Linked DNA regions of Mus musculus: region 1 is linked to region 2. The links are chromatin contacts, called in public Hi-C maps. All regions are on one chromosome and are shown on one strand. Each heading gives the region's core, a stretch centred on a gene start, on an enhancer-like site or on the middle of the called end of the contact. The rest is flanking DNA. Distances are from core to core; before and after follow the strand shown.

Region 1 (4,202 bases), core at 1,298-3,797, 74 kb after region 2:
GTTTGCTCTTTTCATCCTCAAACTTTGTGAGCCATAGGAGAAAAAGAGCAAATTAATCTTTCTCTGTGTTTATAGGAATCAAAGGTGATAGGGCATATGTTAGGACAAGTTCGGAGGGGGAAAAAAAAACCAAAACCAAAACCAAAAACAAGACGATCAGTATTTATTGTCCTTGCTTGGAATGGCAAAAGCAAAGGTGACCGACCACACACAGAGTTAAAAAAAAGTTAATCATGACCTTTCCAAGGAAAGCACACGAATCTCTATTACTGGACAGTAATCAATAGGAAAGGAAATGGAACATGCCTTTTTAATTGTGGGATCGCAAACACCAAGTGGAGAGTGATAACAGGGCTAGCAGGCTGTCAGCCAAGGCCAATTCTTTTCTCATTAATTTAAGACACATACCAAATTTCACTCCACAGTACTCATTCTCGCCTCCCACCCCCACCCTGCTCACCAGCTCTGTACCCCCTTACAGGGCAAATTCTTGCCAATCTTGATAATAAGGTGCCTCCAGGGGTTACCTATCAATTTGCATGAAGGGCATTTTGACGTATTTTGCAGCCAAGCACATGGGAAATGTGTTTCTTGGACTTTTCCTTTCTCAGACAGTCACTAAAGCTGACTATTCATGGCTGGTTCACGACTATAATGAGAAATTGCCAGCTATGTTGAAATACATAATCCACAGCATGAAAAACTGCTGATCAGCAGTGGCAAATTCTTAATACAAAAGTGATTTCTTTTTTTTGCTCATGAGCTTTGGGGTTGCTGAGTCTTGCTGTGTGTTTAGGAGTGACAGTTACTTTAAACATTAGCCTAGAGACAAAATATAATTGCTCAGGGGGGATTTAAAGATCATGTCTTGTTCCACCTTCACTTCTCAATTGCCCCTATCGCTGCCGTAGGTTTTGTAGAATGTGTGAACATGAACGTAAGCCAGAAATGACAACAGCCAAACACATGACATTAGTGCATTTTAATTTCAGACATTAGGCAACTTGGGGTGGTTCCCAGTGCTTGCTGAGTGTTGAGTAAGGGTTTTATACACACCAGCTTTCCCCAAACACAACCTCTGTATCTGCTTCTCCAACCCCAGGGGAGACACCATGTATCTTCTTTAGTTCTAGATACTGAAGAAAAGGAAAGGAAAGGAAAGGAAAGGAAAGGAAAGGAAAGGAAGAAAAATAGTGATTCTACTATTAACCTATTTTACCTCTACACCCAAAGTCCCCCTTCTCAAGCATCTTATTACCTATGTTAGAAGTGTTGGAAGCAAGAGTTAGTATGTGAAGTGACTTCTCCCGTGCTTATGTATTTGGGTGGCTCAACGGTGACTTTCACATACAAAATGCATGAACAGGAAACACAGACATGCTTGCACCATATGATATGCGGCATAAGCCCATTAAATGGCCACTCTACAGGAGTTTTCAGAACATTAGATAGTGTCTGTGCTGGCAACTGCTCACACCTTAAAGGACTGACGGCAGTCGTACTGGGCTATTGACATAATTGTGATTTGCTTGGCAAGGGGGTATTTAATTAGTTTCATCAGCATAGTAAATATGAAAGATCATTTTGCAAATGTAAGAACCTGGCTTAGATGGCTGAGGGTGTTTCCTTAATTCAGACATAAGCCACCAATGACACTCCTGTGTCCCCCAGACATTCTTTGTCAAAAAAGATGACTGGTGACTTGATATGGGCGCTGACAACACTTTCTTTACCAACACACGCCAAGTTTTGTAGAGTAGCATCCGGAATGATCTGGGCAGGCAACTTCAGGTTCTTCCCATGTGGGGGGACTGAGGCCATCTGGGTGAAAAGTTGAACCTATCTCTGGTTGCGAGAAGCCTGGCAAGGCGAGACTGCGGGGTCGGGGGCCAGATGCCCCCTCCAGCCCCGGGAGGGCGCAGCGTGCTGAGCCCCCGGCGAGGGCGGCGCAGCCAGAGGCCCCTCCCCTCCTCCGAAGCTCGGGCGGCTGACGCGGAGCGGCGGCCGGGAGCCGAGGGGGCCGGGCGGGCGCGAGCGAGGGCAGGGCAGGGGGCCGGCCGTGGCCACTCGCCGCTTTAAATATGGATCGCGGGCTCGCGCTCGCCGCACAGCTTCGGCCGCCTAGCCCATCCCCGAGCCCGGCCTCGGCTGCAGCGTCGGTTCCCGGCAGCCACACAGAGAGCCGGGCGCACACGCGGGAACTGCGGGAGGCAGAGTAGAGCGGAGCCGCCCCGCCGCCGCCGTCCCCTCCCCGAGGCCAGCACCTCTGCTCCGCGTCGCCGATCCCTCCCCGCGGGGCCGACCCTCCCGCGGCCACCCTCGCCCCTCGGCCGCCTCCCCGACGCACAGTGCGCAGCCACCCACCCGGCGCCAAAGTTGCGACCGCTGCCCCGCGCGCTCTGCGACCGGCCGCGCCAACTTCCCAGCCCACGCCGCCCGGGTCCCCGCGCTCCCCCGCCTCCCAGCCCCGGCGGCGCGCGGGGCAGAGCTTAGGTGGCGGCGGCGGCCGAGGTGGCGGCGAAAGCGGCGGCGGCGGCAGCGGCGGCGGCGGCCGCTGCAGCCTCACACTCGGTCGCCAAGCTGGAGGAGCGACGGAAGCCCGACCCCAGGAGGTGAGTGGCCCAAGCGGTGGCAGGGAGGGTCGGCCACGTCCCCATGCCTCGCCCGCGGGGTGGGCACTGGGTGGCAGTCCCGCAGGGCGCGCGGGCGGCCTCGGTGCGTCCAGGGAGGGACGCAGAGAGAGAGAGAGAGAGAGAGAGAGAGAGAGAGAGAGAGAGAGAGAGAGAGGTCAGTGGCGGGCCAGGCATCCCCTGGGCTGGGCGCCGGAGAAGTGTGGACACCGCTGCTGTTGCTGCGGAAAAAGTACTTTTTATTCTGTCTAAGCGTTCAGATGACGACTTTGGGTGGTTCTGTTTTCCCCCTACTGCATAGCCGCCTGCACGTAACCGGGCGTTGTTGCCACGACTGTGGGGCCAGTAGACGCCCGGGCTGGGCTCAAGAGCAGTGACACTGTGTTTCCTTGAGCCCGGGTGGTCGCGGTGTGGCTGGGAACCTGCTTGAGGGGGGACACACCTCCAGATCCTTAAGCTCTGGAGGTTGGGGCAATAGTGCCATCGAGGCCGTGGTCCCTACTTCACTGTCCGCTCCAGGACCGGGCACTTGCATCTCTCCCTGGCACGCCGGAGGCGGGGGTGAGTCAGGCAGATTCTCTGCAAGCGGCACACATTTATTTGCAAGGGGGTGGGGGGAGTCAGAGGTTAAACTGGGATTTCTGTGGGCTGGCGACCGTGGAGCTCTCTCTCAGGTACTGGGCAGCATGTGCATCTTGGCAAGGACAGGTGATTCCTTTCTTAAGTGCATTGCCCTCAGCCTTTGCCAGTCTGTTAAGAACAGCCACCGAGCGACAGCAACTAACTGCAGCGGGCTCCACAAAGAGGAAAGTTCTCCGAGAACAAAAGGGGAAAAGAAAACCCCTCAACTTGGGAAACGCCAAGAAAGCATGTCTGCCTTGGCTCTAGCAAGTAGAGCCCTTCTCGGTTCCCTGTAAAGGTGTAGCTTTGCCTTTCTCCACTCCTAGAGGCCCCACCTTCTCAGCAAGATTGCCTGCAGCAAGTTCTTCCAGTCTGAAGTTCAAGTGCTCAAAGCACCTTTCTCTTCCCCTTGCCACTTAACTTCTCTCTCCCTTTTCACTTCAGTGCTAGACAGACTTGCTCTGGGTGAGAACTCCCCGACGCTGGGCTGCAATAACACAGTCTCGAATCCTGGAAAGGCTCTTTCTTAAGGCGCTGCATCGAACTTCCCTTTCTTAATCAGGGACTTAGGGTTGCGATATTATCTGAATGGAAGTGTGTATTGCTCACTAGTGCCTATACTCACTGTGATTTGAAGAGATTCTCTCTGGCAGCCAGTCCTGTGCTCAGCGGCTCAAAGACTTAAAAATAAATGTTTCTAAGAACCCTGGTCCTTGTGTTTGTCACATTAGCGAAATACTTTCCAGTCATTATTGTACCTTAGACTGGGGCTATTTGTACTTCATTCAAAGGAAGCGTGCCTGCTTTGTAAAGCTTTCATAGCAGAGAAAAACTTTTACTTTCATTTTAAAGTTAAATCTAAACAGGATTCTGATCTCTCACATTAAATGGTGAAATTTAATAGTTTTTACCATATCTCCAGGTATAGGTGAGATGGTACAAAACTCCCAT
Region 2 (4,482 bases), core at 1,503-4,002:
AGGATCTCTGTGAGTTCGAGGCCTTCGGCACAGCAAACCCTAAGCCAGTCAAAGCTGCATAGAGGTACCCTAGGTCAGACACCATAAACAGGCAGACAGACAGACAAACAAAAAAGTTGCCCTAGATGAAAGACTTTTTAGCGAATAGAGGTTTATAAGCACAGACACAGGGAGCAGAGGGGCCATCAGTTGAGGTAGGAGGGCTTTGTAGCTAGAGGGATTAAGTGACTTCATCGTTATTTTTGTAAAGACCATTTCATGCTTTATTTGAGAATATTACTTAGTTAGACAGACACAGATGCTACTGAAAGAGATGACGTTGTATCTTGCTAGTAAAATGCTAGGGATGTGGGTAGACCAACAGGACTTAAAGTGGAATCTCTTCAGAGTGGCTTTCCCCCCAAGCTTGAGAAAAATAGTAACTGGTAGAGATTATTTATTTTGAATAACTCTACTAAGACAAAAAAGCTTCTGTGATAATTGTAGCCAGAGATACAGGAAGAATCGAGGATGCTGAAAATGAGGGAATCCACACAACAGCCTGTTCCCATTGCAGAAAGATTTTCAAAGCTTCTGAAAGCATTAATCCTGCAGATGAACTGAGGGAGCTGTGCTGGGGAAAAGTCCAAATTCTCATGTAGTCAGCAGCAGGCTGTGGCCAGCTCAAGTACTATTCTATGAGTATTCTGGATTTTCATAAGAACACAAGTAAAAAGACACAGACTTTGGGAATCACAGCATATCCTTTCTCCTAATACTAGCTTTTGTTTATTCCTACACATACACAATATGTAGACTTGCTTCTCCTAATTATAATAATACCTGTAGTAAAACTAGGCAACATAAGCTTTCTTTCTTTTTTTAAAAAACTGCATTTATATAGTAGCTATCATGTCTTTGAGGCCTGTATATGGAACAACCCAGTTTGGCAAGAGAAACTTTTATTAAGGGATACAGGGCACAATAAGCATCAACTGAAGTTCTGGCAAGGATATTCCAGATACAATTTCTAGTCAAAGCCTCATTTTAAGTATCAATTATTTTTACAGAGTTAAAATCATCATGGTTGATGGATTTCAGCCAATTTGTATTTTGCTATATTTTAGTAAAAAAAAAATCTCTATATCTTCTTATAGTAAAACTTTCGTTTTGACAAATGTGAACAATGGTTATTTGCATTTATACAGTCAAAACCCCCAATATTAGATTAGTAGAGACATTTATAAACTTTTTTCATTGAGACAGGATCTTTTATAGACCAGGCTAGCCTATAACTCACTATGTAGCCAAGGCTAGCTTTGAACTCCCGATCCTCCTACCTCTGTAAGAGTGCACCACATGTCCAGCACATTTGTAGACTTTCACAAGGAGAGGTTTGCAAGACAAAATTCCCATACTTTTTTAGCAAGAAGTCTTCTATTTTGAAAGACAAAAAAATAAATTTTTCTTCATGTAGAATCTAAATTTCAATCTATATATGTGTACACACACAAACATATATACAAGCATGCATATAAAAGTAGAAAAGAGAGGAAGATATACTTGTGTTTAGAAAGGAGAAGGGGGAGCAAGGAGAGATAACCAAACCTTTGCAATCAATCAGATAAAGAAGACGGAGACCTGGTAAAAGAAGTTTAAGGATGTGGGTTTGTGGAGGGCGGTGCAAGTTAACAACAAAGTATAATGATATGTGTATCGGCAAATGTCATAATTAAACCCATTACTTTGTATGCTAAGAGAAAGTTAAAATGATAACTAAAAATACTTTAATTAATTAAAATTACTGTGACAGGGTCTCACTATGTAGACAGACAGGGTCTGTCCTGGACTCACTATGTTGATCAGGTTGGCTTCAAACTCACAGAGACCCTCTGGCGAGTGCTGGGGTTTAAGGTGTGTGCCACTACACCAAGCCGAAATCCTTGATTTTTAGATCTCTTTCTAGTTAATGGGAATGTGTACACTATACGACATCAGCAACAAAAGCAGCAGAAGCGAGAAAAATAGAATCTAAACCTCAAACCTGGGTGTAGAAGGAGGGAGGGAGGGAGGGAGATCTGGATTTAAGGGTCACCGGTATCACTTTACCACCCAAAGATCGTTATGTGAAGTACATCCCACCATTATTTTTCTTTTCACAGATATCCATTTGTTTTGTGACCTCTGCTGGCTACAAACCTGAGCACAGATGCTTGACCTATTGTGAGTAAGAAAGTCGTCTGTAGTGCAACCCCCCTTTGTCTTTACTTAAGAAAGATATAAACCATAAGCAGATAGGAACAGAAGCAGCGTTTGTTTTCGTAGGCAAGTGTTCTACCCTGGTTCAGAACCTGTAAGCTGTGTCAGTCTCATCTTGTTCATTTAAATTCCCAGTCGCTTTGTGATGGCGGTGGGTACTCAGTAAGTCATCTAGGGTTTCTGAGGATGATTACAGACAGAATAATACAGAGATGCATTTGTGCCTTTTGAGGTTCGGTATAAAACTCTATGTCCCATTCATTATAAGCAGAAATCTATTTGGTCTTACAGTGGCTTATTCCTTGTGCATCTTATCGAAATTCAATCCAAATATGATAGTTTTTAATCTTTAAATAGAAACGAATTGGAGAGGAGTAATGAGACACCATTTGGGATTGTTGGCAATTTTAAATGTTCAAAAACCAAAATCACACAAGCAAGAGAACAGTGAGCCCCATCCTGCTGACTAGATGATCTAGCCAGCAGTTGGTGCTGGCACCAAATTATTAGCCAGACTGGTCAAAAAAAAAAAAAAAAAAAATCACAGGGGCTGGTAACTCTGTCCTCTGTGGAAAGAAGATCTAAACTGTATCTCTATATTTTTAAGGACATGTATTTTTTTTAGTAGATTTTTGATTGTAAGAAAAAAAAATTCAGGGATATGACAAGGAAAGATGAGAGTGGAGCAAAGGCTCGTGAGATGTGGCGGGACTTCTTCCTGTCAGCGTTTGCCGGGAGCTGGGGTATCAAAGTCTGTATTAACAGGATGTCTTAACCTGGTTTGCCTCTATAGATGCTGCTTCACATATTTATGGTTAGAGGAAAAGACTTTAGGAAGAGTGGGTTGGAAAAGGACTCATACTGCTTGTAAGATCTTGTGTGGTGTGGGGATAGCACGCCTAGATCCGTTCCCAGTCATTAAGCAGCGCATGCACCTGTATTGGGCACCACATTATAAACAGGGCACATGGTTTTTATGATGCAGAAAAGGGCTTTCACGGAGGTTTTCATTCAGTTCTACAATGCTATGGTATCCAAGGCTGCTTTTATAGTTTTATAGATGATGTTAATTTCCTAGCCTGACTCTTAACCTTTCGGGGTCTCAGTTCTTAGTACACGTAAGGATTTGTGGTCACAGGACACACTACAATGTTACAGATTCCTGCATGCAGTGTTGTTAACAGCATCCTTGAGTCCTGTTTTATTTTCTAACTTATTTTGCATAGTAAATTTAGGTCATCTGTCCCTCTTTTAGGGACTACAAGAAGCTGGGAGTTCTGTGCTAAAGTTGGCATACAGTTGGTGTAGGAATCCTTATTTTCTCAAGCCAGGTCATCCCTGACCCCCAGAAGTCTTCAGTGAATTTCCTCAGAGCCTACTTTGCATTAATTAGCTTTATAAGGTTGACCTTTGTTTTGCATATAGCCATAAGTGTCGTCAGGATGAAAGTGATTATTGCTTAACAGGGATTTAGGCATTTTCCTCTTCAAGTGTTGTCTAGTATGATCCCATGCGCTGTTTTGAACTTATTGTAAGAGCACAATCATTTCAGAATGCGGTGAACTTCTGTTGAGAAGGGCTTCCCAAATCTTTACGGTGTACTTTTGGAATTTGGAGAACTCGAATGTTTTCTACATGGGGTTGCAAAGCCATTTGGTACTTACTCTATGATGAGATGCAGGTGCCAGCAAACAGCAGGTACAACCTCACATCCTGGAAAAGATCAATGGCAGAGCGCTTGATCACCGAAGAGCAGAAATGAGCTTCAGGGGGGATGATGCTAAAGGCCAGATGGCCCTACAGGGTCTGCCAAGATGCCCAGAGGGCCTAGGATAGCCAAGCCAACAAATGGCCTGTTCTCTGCCTGTTACACAAGCAACATAGGTTATTTTGCAAAAGAGATGACTCCAGGATTAAGCAAAGGTGGGACTTGCAAATTTGCTGCTTCCTAGTCGTGGCTGGACATGAGCTATCTGTGTCTGCTGCCTTTTGTTTATTGGCTCAGTTGTCCATTGACTATGGAGACTTTGTTTGAATGGTGTTTGAAGATTATTGACTGCCCTCCCTTATTCAGTTACTTAGTAGGGGCCGGGGGAGTGCTAGGCACCATGTTACGATTGGATATGTCACAGAGAACAAAGCAAAGCTATCTCTCACCCTCACGTAGTGTGGAAAACTAAAAAAAACAAAACAAAAAACAAACAAACAAACAAAAAACCCAGAATGAGTAGTTATAATAATTCA

The links. Hi-C and Micro-C count contacts between places; a contact is called where the count stands out from the background.
Region 1: a contact with region 2 is called in a Hi-C map of cerebellum, with 2.1 times the contacts expected there. The contact joins the promoter of Slc4a4 here to the enhancer-like site in region 2. A contact is called at or near these places in 9 of 39 promoter capture datasets (3T3-L1-derived adipocytes, the HPC-7 cell line, cranial neural crest and 5 more), 1 of 15 datasets of contacts at CTCF or cohesin (the NIH/3T3 cell line), 4 of 484 Hi-C or Micro-C datasets (bone marrow-derived dendritic cells, cerebellum, embryonic fibroblasts and 1 more) and 3 of 115 datasets of contacts at active chromatin or transcription factors (embryonic stem cells and stem cell-derived neural progenitor cells).

Annotation. Positions count from the first base shown.
Region 1 is chr5:88,884,713-88,888,914 of GRCm38.p6, forward strand. It overlaps Slc4a4 (solute carrier family 4 (anion exchanger), member 4), which reads left to right and starts at 2,548. Exons shown (of 27, transcript NM_001359211.1): 1 at 2,548-2,612.
Region 2 is chr5:88,810,714-88,815,195 of GRCm38.p6, forward strand. It overlaps a transcript of Slc4a4 not described here. Among named protein-coding and RNA genes, the nearest start is that of Dck, 48 kb to the left of the region's middle. Within about 2 kb of position 2,753, at least 4 of the 459 cell types and tissues checked have an H3K27ac peak or open chromatin away from gene starts, as enhancers often do. A contact at or near this core is called in cerebellum, where this site is marked.